Linked DNA regions of Sus scrofa: region 1 is linked to region 2. A link is a contact called in public HiChIP or PLAC-seq data. All regions are on one chromosome and are shown on one strand. The core of a region is the stretch at or near the end of the contact, and the rest is flanking DNA. Distances in the headings are between cores, read along the strand shown.

The links. HiChIP or PLAC-seq counts read pairs in DNA pulled down with a chosen protein or histone mark.
Region 1: an H3K27ac HiChIP or PLAC-seq map of alveolar macrophages shows a contact between it and region 2. The contact joins two enhancer-like sites. A contact is called at or near these places in 1 of 5 promoter capture datasets (fetal skeletal muscle), 4 of 47 Hi-C or Micro-C datasets (embryonic fibroblasts, epiblast stem cells, liver and 1 more) and 2 of 2 datasets of contacts at active chromatin or transcription factors (alveolar macrophages and skeletal muscle).

The regions. Positions count from the first base shown.
Region 1 is chr13:21,785,127-21,788,916 of Sscrofa11.1, forward strand. It overlaps LRRFIP2 (leucine-rich repeat flightless-interacting protein 2), which reads left to right. Exons shown (of 29, transcript XM_021071626.1): 27 at 2,436-2,515; 28 at 3,095-3,199. Among named protein-coding and RNA genes, the nearest start is that of MLH1, 91 kb to the right of the region's middle. Within about 2 kb of position 2,360, at least 10 of the 83 cell types and tissues checked have an H3K27ac peak or open chromatin away from gene starts, as enhancers often do. A contact at or near this core is called in alveolar macrophages, fetal skeletal muscle and skeletal muscle, where this site is marked.
Region 2 is chr13:21,649,454-21,653,412 of Sscrofa11.1, forward strand. It overlaps LOC100737115. Among named protein-coding and RNA genes, the nearest start is that of LRRFIP2, 15 kb to the right of the region's middle. Within about 2 kb of position 2,033, at least 18 of the 83 cell types and tissues checked have an H3K27ac peak or open chromatin away from gene starts, as enhancers often do. A contact at or near this core is called in alveolar macrophages, fetal skeletal muscle and skeletal muscle, where this site is marked.

The DNA of each region.
Region 1 (3,790 bases), core at 1,110-3,609, 140 kb after region 2:
GATCAGTCATGGACCTGAAGAGGCTGCTTCTAGCCTGTGTGTTTGCAGGGGTGATGAGGACTGTGCTTCAAGGGGTGACGAGGTACTGCTCTCCCCCGTTTTGGGCAAAGTGACTTCTAGAACACTTTGCACATGGTGACTTCGTGACACTCTCATTTTCCACATCCCTGTGTCATCTGTAAGCATCCTTCCTAATTACATGTTTTGCTATGGAATTATCTTAGATAATTGGAGGGGGATATTTGAAGTCACACTACTATTGAGTAGTTTGAGAATTTTCCCAGTAGTGTTAACCCCGATTCATCTACATTAGAATTTAAAACAAGGCCACAAAGTAAGCCTATTCAGTTTAAATAAACTAAATCTATTTCAGTTTTTCTCCCTTTCTACTTTTGACCCCATATTATTTTTAAATGCCTACTGTATCCACAGTAATTTCCACAATAGGGAGATTTCAGCAGCCATTTGCATACAGTTAGATAATGTGTGATTCCCACAGGGGAAGACTTATTTTCCAATCTGAATAATGGCTTTTCTGATAAATTATTGTAAAATATTGGTTATTCCATGGTCTTTTGAGCTAAATATTCTGAGTAGGCCGTATAGATAAGCCTTTTTGGATCAAGGCTTATTACCTCTATCAACCTTTGGGTTAGTATCATTTCCTCTATTAGATATCAGTTGGAACCCTTGCGATACTTCCTGGTCAATATTTTGTTCTAGAAATACCAATTTGGCGTGGAGGGTAGATGAAAAGAGGCTCATAACAAGAAGCAGGCTGACTTGCTAGGAGGCTGTTATGGTGACTGAAATAGTCCATTGACCGCCAGTAGTCCTAGCAAGGGCAGGGGATACATTTGGGAGAGTTTTGTCTGAAACAGCAAATGCAAAAGGAATCACACTGAGGGTGAATGGGTGTGTGAAATCTTCCCAGAGTAGGTAGGCAAGGCAGAGCCCGCATCTGTGGCTGGGGAAGCACCGTGGGTGGAGCTGAAGGAGCAGGTGAGCAGAGAAGGGCCAGGCAAGGCAGAAGCGGGCAGCTCCCTGCACCAGAGGCCAGGACAGGAATCTGGTGGCTCTCGGTTCCAGACAGCTGCCCTGGCTGGAAGCTTGGTGTTTGGAGTGGAATTTCAAAATGTGTGAAATAAATGGCTGAGATGAGGGACTTGTACTTTTGAAAACAGGAAGAAATGAGTGATTCTATGAGAAGGAAGCAGCACATTTTGATAGTAAATTGATGGGATTAAGAATTAAAAAAACAAGATCCTGAAGCTTCAGTGTTAGTCCCAGAAATGAGAATTGTTCTTTTTCAATACCAGAGGTAGCTTTTGGGGAGAGAGTTTTATAACCCCATTACTTTTAGGGTGACAGTAACCAATTAGAAAAACCTTTTGCATTAAATATTATTGGGGTAGCTGTAACCTTAGTTACATGAAAAAGTAGGGGAAAAAAAGTTTTTTTGGTCTTTTTAGGGCTGCATCTGAAGCATACGGAGGTTCCCAGGCTAGGGGTCGAATCAGAGCAGCAATGCCAGATCCTTAACCCACTGAGAGAAGCCAGGGATCGAACCTGCGTCCTCATGGATGCCTGTAGTCAGATTCATTTCCACTGAGCCATGATGGGAACTCCAGAAAAATTCTTAAGTAGGGTAGATTCAGTTTTGGTTTATCTCCTATAAGCCTTATTATAATCATTTCAGGTGATTTCTCTTAAATTTGGATTGGTGGAAGGAATTTTTATCCCCTAGCATTTCTAAACTTCTCATTTTAAATTGCTTCTTAAGTCAGATATACAGCTAATAATTTATAGCCCTATCCATAACACATTATCACATATTTATTTCATTAATATTAAGCATTTATTTCAGTAATATTAAGTGTACATTATGTGCAGAGCACTTAGCTAGAAAAAGATGGATTTGAGAAGCTAAGACAGGGCCCTTATCCTTACATACCTATGTAATGTTAAGAAAGCATAATAAATGTCATAAAGAGGAGTGTAAAAAAATGCAAGGAAAAGCTGTAGTTAACCAAGGAGAGTTACGAAGAAGGTGAAAATTGGGCAGAACCTTAAAGGTTGGTTAGACTTAGATGGGAGGTGGGGAGGAAAGGGCACTTGGGGGTAGGAGAGCAGGGAAGGCCAGAGGGCTCTGGACCTTTGGGCTGCACGTGAGGTTGACAGGGGCCCTGCTCACTGACAGAGATCCTTGTTTAAAGCTCTACCTGTATGCGTCATGGCTTGAAGAGAGAATTTTCTTCTAAAATGCTGTTGCAACACGAATGCTAGAGCTTCTCATAGTGTAGAAGCTTTAGAACCTGTGCACTTGTGCTTTGTCTCCTTCTGCGGCATGTCCCCCTCTGCACGGCAGGGGGCGTCACTGCCTCACGGTCACACCTCACCTCTGTGAGGTGGCTCATTGTTCTCTTCTGTTCTAGGAGATGCCAACAGACAAATTAGTGAATACAAGTTTAAGCTTTCAAAAGCAGAACAGGATATAACCACCTTGGAGCAAAGTGTAAGTCCTTGTGTATGGTACCAAGCGGTTTAAATCCTCTTGACATACATCTGCTTCCTGCATCTAAGTGGTTAATCCCCGAGTGTTGAGGTCTGATCTCATTCAAGTGGGAAAGCCGGCAGGGATCACCTGGCAGAGCACTTCAGCCTTCTCTTTTCTGTGTAAATAGAGAACGATAGCTATAATTCTCTTTCTTTTACTAGTATTTCAAGAGCATTCAAGAAGACTGTAGTTTATAACATAATCCCTTATTCACCATTTCATAAAGTCTAAACACTTCCCCATCCAGGGGGTCTCCTCCTGCAATGATACTGTGGCACTTAAACAGTATGGTCGTCTTAAAACTTAACATGGGAAATTGGCCCTGTAATGTCTCTACAGTTGTCATCCTCTCTGGGGACAGTTCCTGATTTATAAATAAATAACATGTGGGTTCTGAGAGGGCCTATGACTCACACTGAGGGGACTTGTTAGTGTTAGATTACTTAGGATCTGTAATGACATCCTATTTCCATCTTGGCTGCAAAAATGTGGTGGCTTCTTGTGCCTGGCACTGAGGGCTGTGTGTCCTATTTACAGATTAACCGCTTGGAGGGACAGGTGCTAAGATATAAAACCGCTGCTGAGAATGCCGAGAAAGTTGAGGATGAGCTGAAAGCAGAGAAGAGGAAGCTACAACGAGAGGTACTTGCTTTATTATGCTTCTTAGAATACATCCCTACAAAGAAAAACTCCTTTGGAGATAATTTCTTTGCTGGGTAAGAATCCCGATCCTGGGTCGTTTTGGTGGCATGGCAGTGGACTGCCTTACTTTTCTGTGTTGGTTTTTGACCTGCATGGTGACTGCCAATTACTTTAATGTTTTGGTCAGTTAGATAATAAGAAAAGGGGTAGTTTTTATTTTTGTTTTAGATGAGGTCTCTTCCTCATGTCCCCTCTGTGATTAATGCTCAGCATCACTGGTTAACACCACTGGCTGGCTGGGGAAAAAAAAAAGGAAAAAGCAACCATGGGATGGTGTGCAAGGTCATCGTGACTGGCAGTGCTTCGTTCCCCACCAAGTGGAAAGGAAGGTCATGCTGGGTTTTCTTTTTTTTTTTCCTTTTTTCTGTCTTTTCTCTTTTTAGGGCCGTAGCCGTGGGCACATGGAGGTTCCCAGGCTAGATTGGAGCTGTAGCCTCTGGTCTACACCACAGCCACAGCCACACCAGATCCGAGCCACATTTGTGACCTACGCCACAGCTCACGGCAATGCTGGATCCTTAACCCACTGAG
Region 2 (3,959 bases), core at 783-3,282:
ATTGTGTGCTGTAGAATCATGGTCATAGCCATCACTGGGCCTTACATTGTGGCTGTCGCCCTCCTGAGGGGGAAATTTCCTCTCTTAATCCTCTTGTTTCTTCCTCAGGACTATGTTTGCATATAGGGCACTGAGCATAATCTTCTTTAATGGTTTTGAGGTTGTGGTCACAGATTCAAGTGTACACAGAAAGAGGCCAGGCAGGAAATGTCGATGGTGACAGACAGTAGGGAGTGTTGGGGACCTGAGGTACACTGGACAGCTGAGCCCTGTGTAGCCAAAATCAGACTTTTGCTTTTTTTTTTTTTTTTTTTTTAAGGCTGCACCTGTGGAAGTTCACAGGCTATGGTCGAAGTGGAGCTACAGCTGCTGGTCTATGCCACAGCCATGGCAACACAGGATTTAAACCACATGTATGACCTAGGCTTCAGCTTAAGGCAACACCAGATCCTTAACCCACTGAGCGAGGCCAGGGATTGAACCTACATCCTCATAGACACTATGTTGAGTTCTTAACCCACTGAGCCACTATGGGAACCCCCCAAAATCAGACTTTTAAAAAGAACAGTGGGAGTCTTCTTGTGGTTCAGTGGATTAAGGATCCAGTGTTGTCACTGCAGTGGCTTCGGTCACTGCTGTGTTGCAGGTTTGATCCCTGGCACAGGAACCTCCACATGCTTTGAGTACAGCAAAAAAAAAAAAAAAAAAAAAAAAAAGACTGTGTGGACCAAACAAACCTCATGTGAGAGCTTTAAGACCAGAGGACCATCAGTCTACGGAACGAACCAATCACTAGGAACAAGCCAGAAATGATGTGTCAACTTTTCACCCTTCACCCTGCAGCGTGGCTCCCCTCAGACCATGTGACGTTCTGCTTAAGTGAAGGAAGGGGAGCGGAGGAGACCCCCACTGGGAAACAGACTGTAAGTTAATATCTTAAAATATTTTCCAGCTCTTTCCACATTTGGCTAGGATAGACCCTTGTCTTGGGCTCAACTACATAAAATGGCTATAGAGGCACAATGCCTGGCTCAGACAAAAGCTGCTTTGACCATTGAGAGAGGAGAGTCTGGATCAGAAGGATCAATTTTGTGATGAATCAGTGAATGATGCTGAGTGGAACTAATCAGGCTTGCATTGTGTCACCCTTTCATGGCTGAGTGATTTGAAACCTGGCCACTCTCCAGAGATTTCTTCATGGCCTCTGTTGGCTTTCTGAGCATGTGTACAAACACACCACATACATATGCACACATAGGGAGGACAAGAGAATGTGGAAAAGTGCACTTGAGGGATAAGAAGCCTCAGAGAGATGCTAGAGGCATCCTGGACAGGACTAGAAACAAAGAGAAATGCAAGACGATGACGACCAGTGGAAGGAATTTAGCTCGATCTGCCTCTCGGGAGTCAAGGAGGTCTCAGGGAAACAGAGCCCCGGGTAACAAATTAACTCCTCAGCAAGGCAAATTCCTGGAGGATTAAAGGATAGGGAGCATTCCTAGCAGCACTTCTAGTGACTGAAGCCATGGGAATAGGAAGGGTAATCAATTAATTTTCCTCTCGGGAGTCTCACTGACATTGTTCCTCAAAGCATTGGGTGGATCTCCAAAGCCATGTTAAGTCAGGCCTGGATTCCCCATCCTATTAGTTAAGGTTATGTTGGTTTCAGGGAAGAGAAATGGACTTTGGCTGACTTGAACAAAAAAGGGGATTACTGGAAAGCCCCTGGAGCTTTTATGAAATCAGAGGGAGGCTGAACCCCATCTCAGGGAGGGAAGACACTGAGCTCCAGCGCTTGGTGGTTGTGACATTGATGTGACTGTTTGAGTGTGTCTGGGCTTTCGGCTCTTTAAGGAAAGTGGGTCTTATGGGCCCTGTGACTTACCTCAGGTTCCGTAGAAGCAGAGGGATACTGGTGCAAATGATTCACTGGGGAGTGCTCAGGAGAAACTTAATAGGCAGGGACATAGGATGGAGCAGGATCTAGAGCTGCAAGTCTAGCCTCAGCCTGATCCCACTGTGGAATCTAAAGAATGCAGGGCACTACAGCTATCCCACCTGACACAAGGGAGCCTGCCTTTTGGACCCCCATATCCATCAGTTATGGACAGTGGCTTGCCTTATGTGGGGGTGGGGCATAATTTCTCAAGCGTTCTGGGAAAAGGCTATTCAAGAGCAGGGGCAGCTGTGAGCTGTTAGCAGCCAGCACTCACAGCAGCTGGTGGAGGTGCACTGCCCAGGCAAGGGGGTCTGGGCAGAGCCCCAAGTGAACCCATGTGCCTGGCATGAGTGAGGTGTCCACCCAAGGGCAATCAATCACTTGAGAGAGAGAAGAGGTGGAACTTTGAGATCTTGGCATGCAGGGGCTGCTTCCAGAGGAAAGCAAACAGAAGGGTGAAGGACAGCTCTGCCAAAGGGTGTCCATTTAAATCATTTCCACTGAGAGTGCCCTTCTGGCCAGTAATTTTTTACAATATTATTTTTCATATTTTTTCCATGGTGGTTTATCATAGGATATTGAATATTGTTGCTTGTGCTATACAGTAGGACTTCATTGTTTATCTATTCAATATATAATAGTTTACATCTGCTAATCCCAAATTCCCATTTAGTCCTCATCCCTCCCTCATGGCAACCACAGGTCTATTCTCTATATTTTTTGTGAGTCTGTTTCTCTTTCATAGATAAGTTGTGTCCTTTTTTTTTTTTTTTTTTTTTTTTCTTTTTTGGCTGCCCTGGGCCAGGGATCAGATCCAAGTTGCAGTTTCGACCTAAGCTACAGCTGCAGCAATGTTGGATCTTTAACCCACCGTGCCAGGCAGGGGATTGAACCTGTGTCCCAGCGTTCCCAAGACACCACTGATCCTGTTGCACCACAGCAGGAACTCCATCTGTGTCCTATTTTAGATTCCACGTATAAGTGATAAATGGCATTTGTCTTTCTCTTTCTGACTGATTTTGCTTAGTATGAGAATCCTAGGTCCATGCATGTGGCAGCAAATAGATCCTTTTTTATCTGGCTGGTAAATGATATTACTTACCTAACCTCTGTGTGTGTGTGTTTGAATTTGTGACCCCAGATCTAAACCCCTTAATGAAGATTTAGGTGTCTAGGTATTACCCAGAAGTGGACTCTATAGGTATTAGGTATGAATGTGTTCTGCTTTAGTAGACATTGCCAAAGAGCTCCCCAGAATTTTTTTTTCCTTTTTATTAGCGAGGTTACCCACTCCTTTTCAGGTCTCAAACTTTGTGTGTGTGTGTCTGTCTGTCTGCCTGTGTATATACTCTTTTACTTCTTTTTACAGTTGCACCTGCAGTATATGGAAGTTCCCAGGCTAGGGGTCAAAATGGAGCTGCAGCTGAGGCCATAGCAACAGCAAATCTGAGTCACATGTGTGACGTATGCCACAGCTTGCGACATCACCATATCCTTGACCCACTAAGTGAGGCCAGGGATCAAACTCACATCCTCACAGAGGCAACGTCCGGTACTTAACCCACTGAGCCACAACAGGAACTCCTGGTTATGTATTTGATACTGCTTTTAATGACATATGAAAGTTGTAGTTGCCCACATCCTTACCTGCACTTGATATTGTCTTTTTCATTTTAGCTTTTCTAGTAGTCATATAATGTTCTCTCATAGTGGTTTTATTTATTTTTTTAATTTTATTTTATTTTTTGTCTTTTTTTTAGGGCCCCACCCACGGCATATGGAGGTTCCCAGACTAGGGGTCGAATAGGAGCTATAGCTGCCAGCCTACACCGCAGTCATAGCCATGCCAGATCCAAGCTGTGTCTGTGACCTATACCACAGCTCATGGCAATACCGGATCCTTAACCCACTGAGCGAGGCCAAGGATCAAACCTGGGTCCTCATGGATGCTAGTCAGATTCTTTTCTGCGGAGCCACGATGGGAATTCCTCTCATAGCGGTTTTAATTTGTGTCTCTCTG